2 separate regions of the Sus scrofa genome follow, and region 1 is linked to region 2. Evidence: chromatin contacts called from public Hi-C data. All regions are on one chromosome and are shown on one strand. Each heading gives the region's core, a stretch centred on a gene start, on an enhancer-like site or on the middle of the called end of the contact. The rest is flanking DNA. Distances are from core to core; before and after follow the strand shown. Region 1 overlaps MYH10 (myosin-10). Region 2 holds the start of RNF222 (RING finger protein 222).

Region 1 (4,757 bases), core at 2,028-4,527, 85 kb before region 2:
CTGCTGTCCGTGGGAGATTGGTTCCAGGACACCACATCCTTGGATGCTCAGGTCCCTGACAGAGAACGATGTCGTATTTGCATGTGACCTATGTCCGTCTTCCCATACACTTTAAATCATCTCTCAGTTATAACACCCGATACAGTGTAAATGATACACAGTTTGCCCAGGTGGCAGATTCACCTTTTGCCTTCTGAAACTTTCTAGGACTCTTTTCCCCAGAATATTTTTGATCCACTGCTGGCTGAATCCATGGATGTGGACCGGGCAGATACAGAGGGCTGACTATATATTGATCGTGTATGCTGCAACCTCGCCGAACGCGTTTATTGGTTCTAAGGGGTTTTTAGTGGATGCCTAATACTTTCTATATATAAGGTCCTATCATCTGCACATTGAGCCGCTTTTCTTCTTCTCCTCCAATCTGAATGTCTTTTCTTTCTCTTGGGTAATTGCTTTGACTAGACTCTATTACAGTGTCAAGGTCAGACATGCTGTCTCGTCGCTACCTCAGGGGAAAGCGTTTCGTCTTTGACCATCAAGCATGATGTTGCCTGTCAGCTTTCCCCTTGATGCCCTTTATCGAGTTGAGAAGTTTCCTTCAGTTTATTGAGTGTCTATTGAAAGGGGGTTGGATTTTGTCAAACGCCTCTTCTGCATTTACGGAGATGATCGGAAGCCTCTAGAAATTCACTCTGGGACGTCAGACCACCCCTGCCTTCCTCAGAAGCATCCCATTTGGACAGTGGGGTGTGATGCTGTATAAACGTACACAGTGGATAATTCTCTCAACGTGTGGATGGAGTCTACTGGTTACTATTTTGTTGAGGATATTGGCCTAAATGTTTCCTTGTGATGTTTTTGTTACTTGCATATACTTTTATATTTAGAATAAATGCATGTTTTATAATCTGGAAAAAATACTATAAAACAGTGAATGAACACTAACCCAAAACCTTCTTCCCGTTTAATCTTAGGCTCAGATGAAGGACTACCAACGTGAATTAGAAGAAGCACGTGCATCCCGTGATGAGATTTTTGCTCAATCCAAAGAGAGTGAAAAGAAATTAAAGAGTCTGGAAGCAGAAATTCTTCAATTGCAGGAGGTATGCTGCTTTACTTATTCGTCCATTAGTTTAACAAATAGTTGCCCTTGAAATTTCTCTAAGACCGGATATCACTTTCCATTTTTAATACGGTACTGATCCATCTGGTGGCTTCAGTACAGCAAGCAAAGTGGACACTCCTCTGCCTGGGCTAAAACCGAGCAGTGGATGAGTAATTTCTCCAATCTAACTGTAGTCTGAGGCACACTAGGAGTGCCTGGAGCCAGGCGGCGGCAGCCTACAGGCACCGTCAGCTTTCACCTTGGACGAAACTGTCAGCGTCCAGAGCTGAAATCAGTCTCCACTTCCTCAGGAACTTGCCTCGTCTGAGCGAGCCCGCCGACACGCCGAGCAGGAGAGAGACGAGCTGGCGGACGAGATCGCCAACAGCGCCTCTGGCAAGTGAGTCTCCTGGCAACACGTGGAAGGGGAGGGCGTCTTGAAATCCGTGGCTGCCTGCCACCCCCCGACACACAGTCCTTATGGGCACCTGCGGCCCATGCCCCGGAGCACACACCTGGGGCACAAGATGGCTGTTGGGGGAGCCAGTTGTTGGTCTGCTCATCTGTTCAGTCTGGAACGAGGCGCACAGGCCGCGTCTCCCTGTGCCGGTCACACCCACGGCAGGCACGCAGGACAGACATGCAGACCTAACCTGCTTTCCAAAGGCCGCACCGCCGTGCAACACAAGCCTTCACGTTCCTCACATCTGACGATAGATTCCTTAGACTTACCTTTCCCTGCTCGTACTTTTTGTCAAAAATCACAATTTTTCTCTGCTGTGCTGAGGATTCATCATGGTCATTTAAGTGATGAATGATGAGTTGGCCTTTGATCTCAGTGCACTGGAGAACCAGTAGCCGAAGGCTAGGAAATACCAGGATCCTTTTGCACTTGTAGTTTTATTTATTTTTTGTCTTTTTAGGGCCGCACCCGCAACATATGGAGGTTCCCAGGCTAGGGGGGCAAGTCGGAGCTACAGCTGCAGGCCTATGCCACAGCCACAGCCACGCTTTGAAGCTGCCACTGGCTGCCCTGCGGAGCAGCGACGGGGAGGTGGCAGGGAGGTCGGCTGGGAGGCTATCGCAGTGCTCCAGACCGGAGATGACGGGGCTGGGATGGAGAGAAGCGGGTGGCGTGTTGGGACGCGGATTGGGTGGGTACAGAGGAGAGAGAAAAATGAGGCGCGCTGCTCGGCTCCGGCAGCGGGGAGGGTGGAGGAGGCCCCCAGGAGGAGTTGGGAGTCCCCAGCTTGGCAGAGACCGGTCTGGACCCGCCTCCTCCACCCCGCAGGTCTGCGCTGCTGGACGAGAAGCGGCGTCTAGAGGCGCGAATCGCGCAGCTGGAGGAGGAGCTGGAAGAGGAGCAGAGCAACATGGAGCTGCTCAACGACCGCTTCCGCAAGACCACGCTGCAGGTGCACACGCGGCGGCCGGCCCGGCCCGGCCCGCGAAGGGCCGCGCTGCCGCCACACGGCTGACCGTCTCTCCTCCACAGGTGGACACGCTGAACGCAGAGCTGGCGGCCGAGCGCAGCGCCGCCCAGAAGAGCGACAACGCGCGCCAGCAGCTGGAACGGCAGAACAAGGAGCTGAAGGCCAAGCTGCAGGAGCTGGAGGGCGCTGTCAAGTCCAAGTTCAAGGCCACCATCTCAGCCCTGGAAGCCAAGATTGGGCAGCTAGAGGAGCAGCTTGAGCAGGAGGCCAAGTAAGAGGTTTCTGCTGCATCTCTGCTACAGACCAGGTCCAGGTTCAGCCTGGAGTCCGAGGGGACAGACATGCCCCCTCTCCCTCAGGAGCTCCCTCGGCAGGGGAAGAAATGACAGGAACACGTGGAACCAGAGAGGAGGTGATGCAAGCCCTCAGGGAAGCCCTGTCAGCTCTCCCCAGACCCGGCTGAGGGCTGTGCCCCGTGATTTCCTGGGGCCAGAGTTACATCTTGACCCAAAGCGGATTGCCCAAGCTGGGGCCGTCACGTGAACTGCTGCAGTTTGTTGGCAGAGAAAAATAATGTGACCAAAAGCAGCTTTTCTTCTCCCCAGGAGGGGATTGCTTAACAGTCTCCATTCGGTTGGAGAAAACCACTCTGAAATGTACGAGGAGTTGCACAAGGCAGCTCGGGGCGGGCAGTCACCAGTCTCTGGGGACAGAGGCAGAGGCCGCCTCCTGCGGAGGAGCCTGGGGCCCCGAAGCGCAGCGTCTGTGCTCAGAGCCAGGCCCGCCTCCGGCACGGCCCGCACAGTCCAGGGCTGGTTTGCTGTTAGTTGTCATTAACGTAACCTGCCCTCCAGCGGACTCCAGCCCCACCCTGTCCGTTCTTGCATAACGTGTGTGAAGGATCAAAAGGACTTCTGGTCGCAGTGGAGTTCCCCAAATAAGCTCCTTCTCCTCCATGTGGACAGGGGAGGCCTGTCTACACCGGTGCAGATTTGACTCCTAACTAAAGTGGGCGGGGGTGTTCAGCAGGGGTGCTCTGGCATCTTTCATTTGTTTGGTTTTGTCTTTTTTTGTTTTTTGGTTTTAGGGCTGCACCTGCAGCCTATGGAGGTTCCCCGGCTAGGGATCAAATCGGAGCAGGATCTGAGCCACGTCTGCCACCTACACCACAGCTCACGGCAATGCTGTCTCCTTAACCCACTGAGCAAGGCCAGGGATCGAACCTGCCACCTCATGGTTACTAGTCGGATTCGTTTCTGCTGCGCCTCAGCGGGAACTCCCAGGTGCTCTAGCATCTTAATAGGTGGTTAGAAAATTTTAAGTTGAGACGACCACTTAATAAACTCTTTGTTTTGTTTCCCAGGCTAAAAAGTTAGGTGATTAGAGTAACCAGCTACAATTTTTGTCTTTAAAAACCCTCCACTTGATATGTGACAAGTAGCTTATATGTGACATTTGATCTTTGAAAGGTCACTCAATCAGTGTGACCAGAAAGAAATTTCTAGACCCTATTGATTATTCCAGAGGTACAGGGCCCGGAAAGCACTCTGACACAGGTCATCTTCCAGACAAAGAGGAAGGACTCTTCAAAAGCATTTCCCACGCATGAGACGGTCCTTTCAAGGCCGGTGGAAACGAACGTGCTGGTCATTTTCACAGGGAAAGAGCAGCCGCCAACAAACTGGTCCGCCGCACCGAGAAGAAGCTGAAGGAGATCTTCATGCAGGTGGAAGACGAGCGCCGCCACGCAGACCAGTATAAAGAACAGGTGAGGGGGCGGCGGGAGGCGAGGAGCCGCGTCCAAACCCCCGGGTTACCCCACTGGACCAGCCCAGTCAGCAAGAGCCGCTTCAAACTCCGTTCTAACGTGTCAGCACCCCCGCCAGCAGGGAATACGGAGCGGGTGGGGACCCCGCCGGCCTCCCAGGCGACCCAGATGTGGGGGAGAGGCGGGCGCCTGCCCGAGTGTGAGGCCTCATCTTAAAACTGTCACGTGTCCTCCACGGGAGTGGACGCTTCCCGAGTGCAGGATTCCTGCCCGCCTCACCCCACGGCCCTCTTGAATGCCTAGAGCAGCGTGGGCAAAGTTGGCAGTTGCTGCATGTTGGCAGGATGGAGGGATGGATGCAGGAGGTGTTGGATGGAAAAGGAATTGAAAGCAAGTGTTCTGCACGTGGGACCACAGTGGTCCTTCCGTCTGCGTCCAGGCATCTGGT
Region 2 (5,008 bases), core at 1,888-4,387:
GGCTACGGCTCTAACCCGGGGGCCGGGTTCATCCTTCTGCCTCCAGCCAGACCCGAGATTCTCAGTCCATTATGACTCTGAAGAGGGAATTTTGGTGCACATTCCGAAGGTGTTTAGAATAAAGTGGAATGACCACATCGCCCAGACTTCACACACACACACACACACACACACACACACACACACACACACACAGGAGCTAGGCTTGAGAAGGTAGATGTGCTGATTTAACAGACACTGATCTCCTGAGCCCTGTTGATAGATACCAGGCCAGAGATGACTTAGGATCCCCTCCTTCAAGGTCTTAAAAGACAGAGATGCCAGTGGGGAGGTGATGAGGTTGAAAGGCATTCTAGCCAGAAGAAAAAAGAGGGGGGCATAAAAAAAAAAAAAATCACAGAGCCCTGGGAGTTCCCTTGTGGCTCAGTGGGTTAAGGATCCAGCATCGTCACAGCTGCTGGCTTACACCACGACCACAGCGACACCAGATCCGAGTCAGATCTGTGACTCACGCTGCAGCTTGAGATATCACCTTGCATTTCCTTGATGACTAATGACATGGAGCATCTTTTCATCATGTGTCTGTTGGCCACCGGCAATCTCTTTTTTTTTTTAAGCTTCACCTGTGGCTTATGGAAGCTCCTAGGCTAGGGGTTGAGTCGGAGCTGCAGCTGCCAGCCTACGTCACAGCCACAGCAACACCAGAGCCAAGCCACACCTGCAACCTACACCGCAGCTTGCAGCAACGCCAGATCCTTAACCCAATGAGCAAGGACAGGGATTGAACCTGCATCCTCATGGACACTGTGTCCAGTTCTTAACCCGCTGAGCCACCACAGAACTCCTTCTGCCCATTTTTTTTTAAATCAGGTTGTTTGTTTTTTGAAGTTGAAGTGTAGGGGCTGTTTATATGTGTTGGATATTAATCCTTTATTGGTCATATTATTTGCAAATATTTTCTCCCGTTCAGTAGGTTCAGGCACACCATGCATCCATTCTTTTAATCATCACAGTCCTATAGAGGAGGTAATGTCACCTCCATTTTTCAGATGAAGTAACAGAGGAACGAAGGGATGTGGGTTCGATCCCTGGCCTCGCTCAGTGGGTTAAGGATCCGGCGTTGCCGTGAGCTGTGATGTAGGTCGCAGACGCGGCTCGGATCCCGCGTCTGCCTTACCCAAAGGTACACGCACTTTCTCTTTATATCAACGCACTAAGCGCCCTTGTGAGTGCTCTTGCATTGATCTCAATTTCCCTAAACTCCTTGCTGTCAAATCCTATAGGGTGGGTCCTTCTGGCTAATATACTTGTGCTCTCAAGCTTTCCTGACCACCAGTTCCCCGCTGCCTGTCAGAACTTAACAGTCCAGGAGTTCCCTGGTGGCTCATCAGGTTAAGGATCCAGTGTTGGCACTGCTGTGGCTCAGGTTACTGCTGTGGCATGGGTTTAATCCCTGGCCCGGGAACTTCTGCAGGCTGTGGACGTGGCTAGAAAAACCCTACGTCCAAAAACACAGCTCTATGTCATACCATGTTAGGACCTTGCTAGATGGCTAGAGACGACCCGATAAATAAAGGCACGGTTTCCCAGCTGATATGCTGACTCTCAAGTAAGTTGTGTGTACGTACATATGCATATACATACGGATATATGATTCTTTTGTGTGTGTGTGTGTGTGTGTCTTTTTAGGGCTGCACCCATGGCATATGGAGGTTCCCAGGCTAGGTGTCTAATCAGAGCTGTAGCCCCCAGACTACGCCAGAGCCACAGCAATGCCAGATCCAAGCCACATCTGTGACCTACACCACAGCTCACGGCAACACCGGATCCTTAACCCACTAAGCAAGGCCAGGGATCGAACCCGCAACCTCATCGTACCTAGCCGGATTAATTTCCACCACGCCACGATGGGAACTCCTAAAGTGGAATTCTTATTTGGGAATGCAAAACCGTGATAGACTCTGATAACACATACTTACATATTCAGCATAACCTTCAAAGTCCAGCTTCATGGCAGGACCAATGGAAAAGACTTGGGGGCCACGAGAACTTCAAATGTTACCCCATCATCACATCACAATAGACAGAGTGTAAGGACAGCCTGGCCCGGCTCAGTTCCCTCCACAGGGGACATACAGAGCACTGACACTGAGTGGGTGGGACTCCTTTTCAGGGACCCCTCCCAGGAAGCCCTGGTAGAGTCAGAAGCCACACTGCTGAAGGGGTCCCTGGAGGTGTGACAAAAGGAGAGAAATTTGGACAGCCCGCTGGGACTAGAGGTGCAAAGTGAAACAGGATGGCCAGTAAATTTTGAGTTTTAGGTAAACAATGGCTAATTTATTAGTATAATAGATCCCAAGTATTAATTTTTTTTAATTTATCAAGGTAACACTGGTTTGTAATCTAAGTTTCATGTGTCCAACATCCTATTTCTACTTCTGTACACACTGCAGCCTGGTTATCACCAAAACTCTAGCTTCCAGGGAGTTCCTGTTGTAGTTCGGCGGAAACGAATCTGACTAGCATCCATGAGGACGAAGGTTCAATCCCTGGCCTTACTCAGTGGGTTAAGCATCCATCGTTGCCATGAGCTGTGATGTAGCTGACAGATGCGGCTCGGATCTGGTGCTGCTGTGGCTGTGGTGCAGGCCGGCAGCTATAGCTCCGATTCAACCCCTAGCCTGGGAACTCCTATGTGCTGTGGGTGCAGCCCTAAAAAGACCAAAAAAAAAAAAAAAAAAAAGTCTAGCTTCTGTCACCATACCATTGATCCCACTTACCCATGAGTGGGTCCCAAAGATTGCACTGAGCACACTTGCATTCAAACAAACAAACAAACAAAAAAGCTTGTTGTTTACCTGAAATACAAATCTACCTGGCATCTGCATTTCTGCTAATAGACCGGGGACTGCCTCAGTCAGCTCCTGGGGAAAGAACATGAGGCCTTCACGACACCTGGCACTGTGTGGGCAAGAAGGTGGGGAGCACTGCCCTGACCACCCCCCAGCCCCCTGGGTGAGGGAGGGGCCATCTTCGGGGGCCCCCTCAGTTTAGCTCCTACACTATCTTTTTTTTTTTTTTTTCCTTTTTTTTTGGCCATGCCTGCAACAGGCAGAAGTTCCCGGGGCCAGGGAGCGAACCCACGCCACAGCAGTCACCAGAGCCAGACCCGCTGAGCCACCAGGGAGCTCTGCTCCTGTCTTATTCTTTTCTGATCACGAAAGAAACACACATTCACGTAGCATAGGAACGTCTAAGTCAGAAAGTTCCTCCAGAGATAACAGCTATCAGGTTGGATGTGAATTCTTCCAGATCTTTCCACCATAAATATGATCATATACTAGCATTTCCATAAGGAGGTTCATAAGATGGTTCTGGGACGTCCTTCTATTGCACGTGACATCAGGGACTTCCATGCAGACGCCTATTTCAACTTCATTGGTTTCCCCTGCCTCCCTTAACCCAGAGGTGTTTGGTCTTTGGGAGCCCGCAGCCCCTTGGGGGGCGGGATGAAGGACAAGAGTACGAAAGCACGTCGCCCAAACACCTGAGCCTTCCTGACTCGGTCTTACCCCTTCAGCCTGTGCGCGGCGGCCGGGGGAGGTTAAGGATCACTGAACCGGGTCCAGGAGGCTGGAAGGCCTGTGAACATGGCTTTCTCGTCATGGGGTGACCCACGGCTGGGGAGCCTCAGTCAGAGGGGTCCTGGGTCACTGCCCCCATTGTGAGACCCATCCGTGGGCTCCTCCCCAGGCCAGGGGCCCCTCCTCTCCAGCATCCTCACCGCCATCAGCTGACTCCAGCAGGGGCCAAACCCCTGGGCAACGCCAAGAGCCTCCCAGCCTCAAACGGGTTGGGTGACATTCACTTCCTGGCGCTGTCCTCCGGGCCTGCTCCGTCATTAGGAAATCAGTGACAGCCGCGGGACGACGAGCCACCCGCCCAGCACCTCTGGTGGCTCAGACCTGCTCCACGGAGGCCCCGGGCGGACAGGCGGATGCTGCTGGCCCTGGTCCCAGCCAAGGTGAGTCTGGGGGCTGGGCTGGGGGTGGGGAAGGAGCTTGGCAGGGTCCTGCCCTGACGGGCATGATGCTGGGTGTGGGAGTCTGTGTGTGGTGTCTCCAGTGCGGGAACGGTCAGGCTGAAGCTGTAAAGTCTTGCCTTGGGGACCCAGGAGGGAAACAGGTACCTAGGAGTGTCCCAAGGCTCACTGTCACAAAGTGGAGGGGTCAGGGGTTGCCTGGGCGGGTGACACCCCCCACCAGTTCTCACAGTGGGCTCTACTGTGGGTGAAGCCAGGCACTGGGGTTCAGGGGGTCGGCTCCCCCAGGCCAGCCCTGATCCAACCCCTGCCTCCGGGGGGCTGGAGTGGCAGCCCTGTTTAGTCACCCCAACTAGAGATGTTTGGGAAGTCACTTTTATATCCGTGCTTCCTCATCTATTCCTTTAAAAAAAAACAACCCTTTACAGAGGTACAATTGATGCGTGAAAAGCTGGACCTATTTAGCCTCTACAACTGGATTCTAGAGCTCCTGTGAGGTGCTGTCACCCCCGGCTGTTTGTTAAACCAGTGTCTCTGTAGAGGTGTGAGGGCGGGGACCTCCTATTTTGCTAGACTCTTCATTCACTCTTTCCATCAAGGGCTGGAAGGCCAGCCACGGATGCAAATCCGAACCCTGGCTAGAGGCGGTGGCTCACAGCATAGCTGCACAGCCAGGCTGACTTGGCCTCGAATCCTGGGTCTGCCTGTACCAGCAGCGTGACTCTGAACAAGCTACTTAAGCCTCGGTTCCCTCACCTGTAACACAGAGATAATATCTACCTCCCAGAGTGGTCATGAATAAATGAGGAAGGGACGCAAAATGCCAAGCGCATAATTAGTGCTCAATAAATAGTCGCTGTTATAATTATTTATTATTAGCTCCACACTGGTCCCATCTCATCTAGGACGTCTTTCCAGCCCGCCTCTCCCATTTCCTGAAGCACCAACCGGGGTGCCTTTGGCATA

The links. A called contact is a pair of places that touch in the nucleus more often than the background predicts.
Region 1: a contact with region 2 is called in a Hi-C map of fetal liver, with 1.6 times the contacts expected there. The contact joins the enhancer-like site here to the promoter of RNF222 in region 2. A contact is called at or near these places in 8 of 47 Hi-C or Micro-C datasets (alveolar macrophages, embryonic fibroblasts, fetal heart ventricle and 4 more) and 2 of 2 datasets of contacts at active chromatin or transcription factors (alveolar macrophages and skeletal muscle).

What each region holds. Positions count from the first base shown.
Region 1 is chr12:53,650,696-53,655,452 of Sscrofa11.1, reverse strand. It overlaps MYH10 (myosin-10), which reads left to right. Exons shown (of 44, transcript XM_021067863.1): 38 at 978-1,106; 39 at 1,420-1,508; 40 at 2,400-2,523; 41 at 2,604-2,812; 42 at 4,201-4,309. Among named protein-coding and RNA genes, the nearest start is that of NDEL1, 51 kb to the right of the region's middle. Within about 2 kb of position 3,277, at least 31 of the 83 cell types and tissues checked have an H3K27ac peak or open chromatin away from gene starts, as enhancers often do. A contact at or near this core is called in alveolar macrophages, embryonic fibroblasts, fetal liver and 2 more, where this site is marked.
Region 2 is chr12:53,564,818-53,569,825 of Sscrofa11.1, reverse strand. It overlaps RNF222 (RING finger protein 222), which reads left to right and starts at 3,137. Exons shown (of 3, transcript XM_013990066.2): 1 at 3,137-4,024. It also overlaps a transcript of NDEL1 not described here.